Regions from separate parts of the Sus scrofa genome. Here all the other regions are linked to region 2. Evidence: chromatin contacts called from public HiChIP or PLAC-seq and promoter capture Hi-C data. All regions are on one chromosome and are shown on one strand. The core of a region is the stretch at or near the end of the contact, and the rest is flanking DNA. Distances in the headings are between cores, read along the strand shown. Region 1 holds the start of KAZALD1 (Kazal type serine peptidase inhibitor domain 1). Region 2 holds the start of C14H10orf76 (UPF0668 protein C10orf76 homolog). Region 3 holds the start of TRIM8 (probable E3 ubiquitin-protein ligase TRIM8).

Evidence for each region. Promoter capture Hi-C pulls out the DNA fragments that hold promoters and counts their contacts. HiChIP or PLAC-seq counts read pairs in DNA pulled down with a chosen protein or histone mark.
Region 1: a promoter capture Hi-C map of liver shows a contact between it and region 2, with 4 times the contacts expected there. The contact joins the promoter of KAZALD1 here to the promoter of C14H10orf76 in region 2. A contact is called at or near these places in 1 of 5 promoter capture datasets (liver) and 1 of 2 datasets of contacts at active chromatin or transcription factors (alveolar macrophages).
Region 3: an H3K27ac HiChIP or PLAC-seq map of alveolar macrophages shows a contact between it and region 2. The contact joins the promoter of TRIM8 here to the promoter of C14H10orf76 in region 2. A contact is called at or near these places in 2 of 2 datasets of contacts at active chromatin or transcription factors (alveolar macrophages and skeletal muscle).

What each region holds. Positions count from the first base shown.
Region 1 is chr14:112,141,327-112,144,252 of Sscrofa11.1, forward strand. It overlaps KAZALD1 (Kazal type serine peptidase inhibitor domain 1), which reads left to right and starts at 1,420. Exons shown (of 5, transcript NM_001244551.1): 1 at 1,420-1,532; 2 at 1,957-2,518. The coding sequence starts at 1,975.
Region 2 is chr14:113,071,717-113,074,465 of Sscrofa11.1, forward strand. C14H10orf76 (UPF0668 protein C10orf76 homolog) reads right to left here and starts at 1,283. Exons shown (of 26, transcript XM_021072731.1): 1 at 1,049-1,283.
Region 3 is chr14:113,635,914-113,638,850 of Sscrofa11.1, forward strand. It overlaps TRIM8 (probable E3 ubiquitin-protein ligase TRIM8), which reads left to right and starts at 1,524. Exons shown (of 6, transcript XM_001928904.7): 1 at 1,524-2,937. The coding sequence starts at 2,563.

The DNA of each region.
Region 1 (2,926 bases), core at 170-2,669, 930 kb before region 2:
TACACAGTTTTTTTTTCAGGGTTTCTCGCAGTTCTGTTACACTTCTCTTCTGCCCTGGGTCAACACTTCAGTGGCCCACAGAGCCAAAGAATTACAACTACCAGTCACACCTGGCTCCGCCCATTCTTTTTCCGGTTTAAAACTCGCGGGCTTTTCCTGTTCTGAATTCCTAGACTTCCTGTTCTGATTCTCGCGATGGTTACCAGACCTCGCGTGAAGTTTGCTTCTTGAACTTCTGCAGCGTTTTAGAGACGTGGGTGGTTTCATATCTGCCTACGCACCCTTCTCAGCAGAGGCCCTCTGGTTAGGAGTGGAGTGTTCGCGACTATGGCTCCCCTAAATGAAAGGGCTTGGTTGCTTTCAGGTGCGGAGGGAGAGTAAAGGACCGGTTCTGAGAGTTCGTCTACCCGGGCACCCGGTGCGCATGCGGAGCCTGGGCGTCCCAGAGGCCGAGGCCCAGCCCCCAACTTTGGGACTGGTGAAGAGGTCCATACCCAAGCAGCTCCACTTGGGGCCAGGTCTCTCTGGACCGAACCTGACTGAATACCGTCCCCTCCCTGGCTGCATATCTCAGTTTCCGCCCCCTACAAACTGGACTGCAGCGCGGCTTCAGTAAGCCGCTTCGGGCAGGCCTGGGCGGGGCTTGGTCTGACAGACCCCCGGTAAGGCGGGCGGGCTTTCAGGAATGCTCTCCTCCCCGCCCCTAGCTCAAAGCGCCACGGTGGCGCTGGTGGCGGCCGGGAGACCGAATACCTCTGGCTCGGCCAGTCTCGCAGACATAACCTGTAATTCCGACCCAGCGCGCTGCCCACTGGGGAGGCGCCCCGCCCACCTCTCTTTGCGGCCGCTAGTCGGCTCGGACCTCTAATCACCCGACTCCTCCGTGGGTTGAAGGATTGAAGCACCTGCCGGATGTGGGCAGGGAGAAGTAAGCGCTGAGTCTCTGGTCGGCGACTTGGTGGAGAAGTGGGATGGACAAACCTGCAGTCACCCCTGGGAAGCCGGCCCTGGGCTGCCAGGAGACGACGTTGTTTGGCCCTGCCATCCAGGAGCGCCCGACTTGGCATTCTCGTTCCTACCGCCTCCCTATTATGCAGCTGCTCTAGAGAATGAGACTAAAGTCAGATGGGACAGGACCTAGCTTTTCAGCCAACTCTAGCTTCCCAGCTACCCCCCCCCCCACTACCAACCTTCACTCCACCCCGTCTCTAGCGTTTCCCAGCTTGGGTGTCCGGTTACTTCTCTGTTCTTACTGTGACTTTGGCCCAGGCTAGGAGGATGTGGCCCAAGAGGGTCCCGTGCGGCTGCATAAAATTGGCAGCTTCAGAACTAGGGGAGAGGGTGGGGTGTGCGACGTTGAAGGGCGGGGAGAGGGGGCGGAGGAGCTGCTTTCTGAGTGCAAGTCCGTGGGCTCTGTCAGAGATCCTCAAGTCAGAGCAGAGGTGGCTGGCGGGCCCACCGATTCCTTCCTATTGCCTGCGTTTTCGGACGGGACTCACAGCTGCTCTGAAGGGCTTAGTCCGGGACACTAGGTGAGCGCTCTGGGCCCTAGGGCATTACCCCCCCACACTCCCCCCAACAATGCACCCTTCCTGACGTTCTGCCTTTATTAAGGACTAATTGATCCTGAGGCCATCCACCTCTAGGGCAGGAAGCTTCAGAGTTAGATGGTTAGTGGTGGTGGTGGTGGTGCGTGTGTGTGTGTGTGTGTGTGTGTGCGCGCGCGCGCCTGGACTTTATCACTCCCTCCTCGCACCTCTCCCCAACCCCCAAGAACAGCCCAGTCAGTAACCACTCAGCAGAACTGGTGGGTCATTGTAAGGGTCACTGTGCCTCTGTGTCCGGGATCTACTTGACTTCGAGGTAGCAGGGGAGGGATCAGTGCTAGGGTCCAGCATGGTACGAGGAACAGTGAGGTTGCTTCTGACCTTCTGACCTGGCTTCCCTCCCTGGCAGGGTGCCACGCACGCGCTGATGCCCCGAGTGCTCGCAGGCCTTCCACTAATCATGCCACAGTCGCCCGCAGCTGCCTTGGCTCTGCCCCTGCTGCTGCTGCTGGTGGTGGTGGTGGTGCGGCCGCCCCCACAGACTGGCGCGCGGCCGTCCCCGGGCCCCGATTATCTGAGGCGCGGGTGGCTGCGCCTGCTGGCGGAGGGTGAGGGCTGTGCTCCCTGCCGGCCAGAAGAGTGCGCCACGCCGCGGGGCTGCCTGGCCGGCCAGGTGCACGACGCATGCGGCTGCTGTTGGGAATGTGCCAACCTCGAGGGCCAGCTCTGCGACCTGGACCCCAGCGCCCACTTCTACGGAAGCTGCGGTGAGCAGCTTGAGTGCCGGTTGGACACAGGCGGCGACCTGAGCCGCGGAGAGGTGCCCGAGCCGCTGTGTGCCTGCCGCTCGCAGCGCCCGCTCTGTGGTTCCGACGGCCGCACCTACGCGCAGATCTGCCGCCTGCAGGAGGCGGCCCGCGCTCGGCCGGAAGCCAACCTCACCGTGGCGCACCCAGGGCCCTGTGAATCGGGTATGCACGGCCCCGGGCCCAGACCCCCGGCACTGGGAGTTCCTCGAGGTATTGGTCTCTGGCCAGTAGAGCGAAAAGAGGAGGCCAGAGAGCCCTCAAGTCCATTGTAAGAGGCTGCTCTCTGGGCTGGTCCCCAGAGACCACCGCCTGAAGGTGCTGGTCCTGCGCTTTGTCGATAAGATATGTGCGCTGAGGTGCATAAAAGCTTCAGACCCGGCTGGCAGAGACCAACCCTCTGAGGGAACAGGCACATAGCCAATGCTTAGCCTCAAAATTGAGACAGTGAAGAGACTCTCAGTCTTTGCCCAGATGCTAGAATCCAGGCAGGGAGGCTTGGGTTTCTGTGAAATGCAATCAGGTTTCATTTGGCCAGCTTCATCCAGGGAGTACTTAGTTAACCCAGTCTCC
Region 2 (2,749 bases), core at 33-2,532:
ATAATGCATAAACACCCAATGAAAATAAATACCTTAGAGGCTACCCTATTCACTAAGGAAAGAATGAGAGCTTCCCTTCACAATCCTAACAAGATGGATCCGCCTTTCTCTAGCGGATATAATATCTAGGAAAGCCTTCACATAGGAAGTACTGTGCACACAAGACCAACTGAAGGCAAAACAATTTCAGTTAACTGTGCTAATAGCAGGAACACAAATCCTATTTGCCCTGGTTTACAAAGTCAGTGAGCAGACAGAATACAAAGAAACAGCTCTCACTAGGCTCAAAACTTTTTCTGGAAAGGAAGAACTGAGAAGGGTCAGATATCCACATTTACTTGGGCCTTCCCAAGTTTCTGCTTCCCCATGAGAGGCAGCACTCCTCAGCTTCTGATAGTTTTTTTCTCCTGTTTCTTTCCTACACCTGCCTAGGAAGAGGTTCGTTTCCTAGGCTCACACCAAATAACCCACTGAAAACACAGTAGCTTCAGTGATTGGGTATAAAAGGTGGGCTGAAGCCGGTGGTCGAGACTGTAAAAAGGACAGGATGGGGCCCTTCCGGGACACCTGAAGACTTGGGGCAGATCTTCTTCGAGGTCTTGCTCCAAGTCTCACCCCTGGACCCGTCTGGGCTGAAGGCCACCCTGGGGTGGGAACTAGCTGGTGGAGGGCTCTCCAAGGTAGCCTAAGGAGTCGGGGTCAGCCTCGGACTGGGGTCAAAGGTCAGCGCTTCGGCTGCCAGGCGGGCCCAGCAGGGACCCACAGCGGGAGGGACATGACTGGCACTGGAGAGTTAAAGGGACCGGCCACTGGAAGAGCTAGTCGCTTCTCTTTCCGCTCCGTCGCCCTGGGCCCAGCCTCCTAGCCGCACGCAGCCTCGGCCCGCCTCAGCAGCTGTCCTCCCTCCCTCTCCCCCCGTCACCCCCGTCGTCCCTTAGGCGAGCACAGGCCCCGCCCCCCCAGGGCAGCCTCAGGGCCAAGGCCTGGTATGGCTGCACCAAAAGAGGGTGGCCAGGTTCGGAGACCGGCCCGAGCGCGCGCCGCTTACCGAGCCCCTGGCTCCACCTCCACCACCCGCGCCGCTCCCGGGCCCGCTCGCTCCCGACGCCACCGACGCCGCCGCAGCTCCGGCCTCACGGACGCGTTCCCGACCTCCCCCAACCCTTCCCCCGGCCCGCTGTGCGCCACCGGGTCCTAAAGCCTGACGCATGACAGGTACGCCCGCGCCTGCGGCCTGAGGCTGGCTGGAACCACGACTCCCAGCAAGCATCACAAAGACTACGACTCCCGAAATGCACCGCGAGTAAGGAATTAGCAAAGAAACATTATCAAGGGTCCGCTGGCTGCAAGTAGAATTAGCAGTAACGCAACATTGTAAATCAACTATAATCCAACATAAAATAAATCAACTATAATCCAACATAAAATAAAAATTGAATTAAAAATAGAAAGTGTTGCTAAGTAATAATAATAAATAAATGAATAACTACCCTAAAAAAGTTGAATTAGCACTTTTTAAAAAATATGGCACTTGAAATTAGCAATTACGCTTACGGAATAAATATATACTCTAGAAACAGTGACAAAGTTTGGAAAGATATATGTTTCAATATCTTTATTGCAACTCCGAAAGTGAACGATGAAAACAAACTCATTCATTCAACATATATATACTATGTGCCTGCTTTCTGCAAAGCACCTTGTAAAGCTTGGTCAACTTGGCAAATTTTCGTCTCCGAATTTCAATTTTCTCGTATACAAAATGAAAGATTGAAAAAGATATACCCGAGAGTTCCTGTTGTGGCTGAGTGGGTTAAGAACCCCACTAGAATACATGATACAGATTCGACCCCTAGTCTGTTGGTTAGAGTCTGGCTATGCGGTGAGCTGTGTGGCTGTGGTGTCCACCTGCAGCTGCAGCTCCAGTTCGACCCCAGGAACTGCCATGTGCTGTGCGTGCACCCCTAAAAAGACAAAAAAATAATAATAAAGATATACAGGGCTGTATGAGTGTGTTATGTCTCCTTACAATGGCTTTATAAAGTAGGTACTTCACAATAAGAAGAAAAAAAAAAGGGTTTTGAGTGATTAAACAGCTTGCCTAATGTGTGTTTTGTTTGGTTTGGGGGTTTTTTGTTTTCATTTTCTTGTCTTTTTAGGGCCATGCCAGCGCCATATGGAGGCTCCCAGGCTAGGGGTCGAATCGGAGCTGTAGCTGCCAGCCTACACCAGAGCCACAGCAACGTGGAATCTGAGCCAAGTCTGCGACCTACACCACAGGTCATGGGAACGCCAGATCCTTAACCCACTGAGCAAGGCCAGTGACCGAACCCACAACCTCATGGGATTTGTTAACCGCTGAGCCGCTCTGGGAACTCTGGATATTTTTTAAAAAAGAGTAAATGTGTCAGAGTTCCCGTCGTGGCGCAGTGGTTAAAGAATCTGACTAGGAACCATGAGGTTGCAGGTTCGGTCCCTGGCCTTGCTCAGTGGGTTAACGATCCGGCGTTGCCGTGAGCTGTGGTGTAGGTCGCAGACGCGGCCCGGATCCCGCATTGCTGTTGCTCTGGCGTAGGCTGGCAGCTACAGCTCCGATTGGACCCTAGCTGGGAATATGCGGGAGCAGAAATGGCAAAAGAAAAGAAGATCTTGAGGTCCTAGTTCTGAATTTTAAGCTTTTAGCTGAATTTCCTATTTTTTTTTTTTTTTTTTTTTTTTTTTTTTTTTTTTTAAAATATTTTTGACTACT
Region 3 (2,937 bases), core at 274-2,773, 560 kb after region 2:
GGACCAATAGCGGGAACAGCCTCCGGAACAGCCCCCAACTCCAGACAGGGAAAAGGGGAGGAGCCGAGCGTCTCAGCAGCTGTAACAGCACTTCCGGACAGTATGCCCCGCCTCCTCCTCCTCCCGCCTCTCGTGTCGGCTTATTTCTCCTTTGCCGGGTGGGCAGAACCAGCGGGTGCTGATTACAGGCGCCGGCGTTGCGTTGCTGCTTTCTCCTCGGCTCCCCTCCCAGCCCTCCCCCACCCCGTCCCCCCCTTGCAGAGTAGCGGGACCGGCCTTGATGTAGGGACACCACCCTCCTCTTTCCGCCCTAGCTCGGGAGTCCGGCTCACCGTAACCCCCTGCCCGCTCGCGTCCCCACCCTGCCAGCAGCACTTTGCTGCGAGCCCATTGTATCCTCCCCATCTCCGGGCTCATGCTCCGAGGCTGGGCCGTGGAGGGAAGATCGGGGACCTCTGTGCACCCCTCCAGCCAGTCCAGCGAGTCGGGGCCCCTCCCCCGCTTGCCCTCCTCGCAACAGCGAGATAGCGGCGAGGGCGCCCTTCCCTCGCGTCTAAGGCGGAGAGGGCCGACTGGCGGGCAGCAGGGACGCACAGCTCCCCCCTCCCCAGCCCCAGCGGCGAACCCCACCCCCCCCGTCCCCTTCCTGGGAGAAGGAGAGCCCAAGCCCGAGCGAGCCGAGGCAGGAAAAGGCAGCTGTGGACTGCCTGGCCCGCAGATCATTTTTATTATCGAGATTATTATTAAAAGGGGGCAGGGAGCCCAGGATGCGGGGGAAGGGGCTAGAGACGCAGCTATTTTTATTAAACAGATTAGTCCTGAAATAATAATAATACGCGCAAGATGGCTGAAGGTGGCTGTGATGAGAATGTTGGGGTTTTTTTTCCCTTTTTTTTTTTTTTTTTTTTTTTTTTTGATCTGAGGATAAAGCTCTGAGTCGACAGCCGCTGCGGAGACCCTGCCCGGAGTGCCCTGCCCCCAGCTGAGAAGCAGCGGGAGGACAAACGACCCACCGACGGAGCGACCGGCGCGGGCCCGCCCCGGACGCGTCGCCTGGGCAGCAGCTGGGGGCCGCGGGCGCTTGCCTTTCTGCCGACTTCTTCCAATTCTAATCTTTTTATATTTTTTGGAAAGAACCGGGGTGGGTGGAGCAGAGGTGGAGAGAAATCGGGACTTGGCATTTTCTCCCCTCTCTCCTAATTTGAGGGAGCTGCCAGCCCCTCCGCTTAAAAAAAAAAAAAAAAATCCCACCGAAAAAAAGAGAGCGAGAGATAGAAAGAACGCTGCAGGACCCTCCAGCAAGCGCGCTCGGACCTCTGGCCGCCACCGCGGCGGCCGCCGGGAGCCCAAGATGGCTGGGCGCTGAGGGAGGTAGCCCGGCCCGGCTGGCTCGGCCCGGCCCCGCCGCAGCAGGCTGGCTCCGACCGCAGCCCGGAGCCTTCCAGGCCGGAGCAGAGGCCGAGAAGAAAAGAAAGTGGGGGGAGGGGGGCCGAGGTGGCGAAGGGGGAGGGCCGGGCGGGGGGGAGGGGAGGGCCGGGAGCTGAGCCTCCTGTTCATTAGCAGTTGAGAAAAATTCCTTTCTAGTTTGATCAATCCTTGTTTTCCTCGGCAGAGCCGGGGCGCCCGCCCAGCGCGGAGACCGAGAGCGGGGTCTCTCCGCGGCGGGGGCGCCCGGCGCCGGGCCTCGGGGGAGCGCAGAAGTAGCGACGAGGGGGTCAGTCCGGAGCACAGCCGGGGCTTCTCCTCCCTCCCTTTCTGGTTGGCTTTTTTTTTTTTTTTTTTTTTTTTTCCACTTCTCTCCCTCCCCCTTCCGTTTCTATTTGTGAAGGGAGGAGGAAGGCAGAGGCGGGCTGGTGTCTCTGGCCGGGGACTGGAATTTCATCTGAATGACTGCCCCTGCGCGCACGCAGCGCCCCGGAGTCGGCCCGCCTGCGCCCCGCAGCCTGCACCCGCAGACGGACGGCCGGCCCAGGGGCGCCCGCGCTGCGACCCGGGGACCCGCTCGCTTTGCCCGCCCAGTCCGGATCTAGCAGTTCTCCGCGCGGCCGCACTCGCTTCCCCGGCCTCTCGGACCCCGGTCGAGGCGAGGGAGGCGCGGCGCCGGCGAGCCAGGAGGGAGCCACCATTGCCGCCGCCGCCCCCGTCGCTGGAGAAAGTGTGCGGCTCCCGGGCTCTGTCCGCCTTGGGGCGCGCCCCAATGTCAGCCGTGGGGCCGAGCGCAGGCCGCGGGCCGCCGCTGCCCTAGCCGTACCGACCCGGAGGCGGCCTCTTATATGGAATTTGGACCCCGGCGCTCCCCTCCAGGGCTGGTGCCCCGGCCGCGGCCCTGGCGCAGTCCGCTGCCTCCCGCTAGGCGCTCGGGAGGAGGAGGAGACGCAGCCGGCTGCGCGCGCGGCTTGAGGACCGAGGCTCCTTCCTCTGGGGGGCGGGCGCGCGGAAGGCGCTGGTGACTGAGCGACTGTCGGGGCCGCCTGGGGCTGGAGCTCGGGGCTCGGTGGGCCTAGAGCTGCACTGGAAGGACCTCCAGGGTTGGGTAGTTGGGGAGAGCTGCCCGCAGCCGCCATGGCGGAGAATTGGAAGAACTGCTTCGAGGAGGAGCTCATTTGCCCCATCTGCCTGCATGTCTTCGTGGAGCCGGTGCAATTGCCGTGCAAACACAACTTCTGTCGGGGCTGCATTGGCGAGGCGTGGGCCAAGGACAGCGGCCTGGTGCGCTGCCCCGAGTGCAACCAGGCTTACAACCAGAAGCCCGGCCTGGAGAAGAACCTGAAGCTCACTAACATCGTGGAGAAGTTCAACGCCCTGCACGTGGAGAAGCCGCCCGCGGCGCTGCACTGCGTGTTCTGCCGCCGCGGCCCCCCGCTGCCCGCGCAGAAGGTCTGCCTGCGCTGCGAGGCGCCCTGCTGCCAGTCCCACGTGCAGACGCACCTGCAGCAG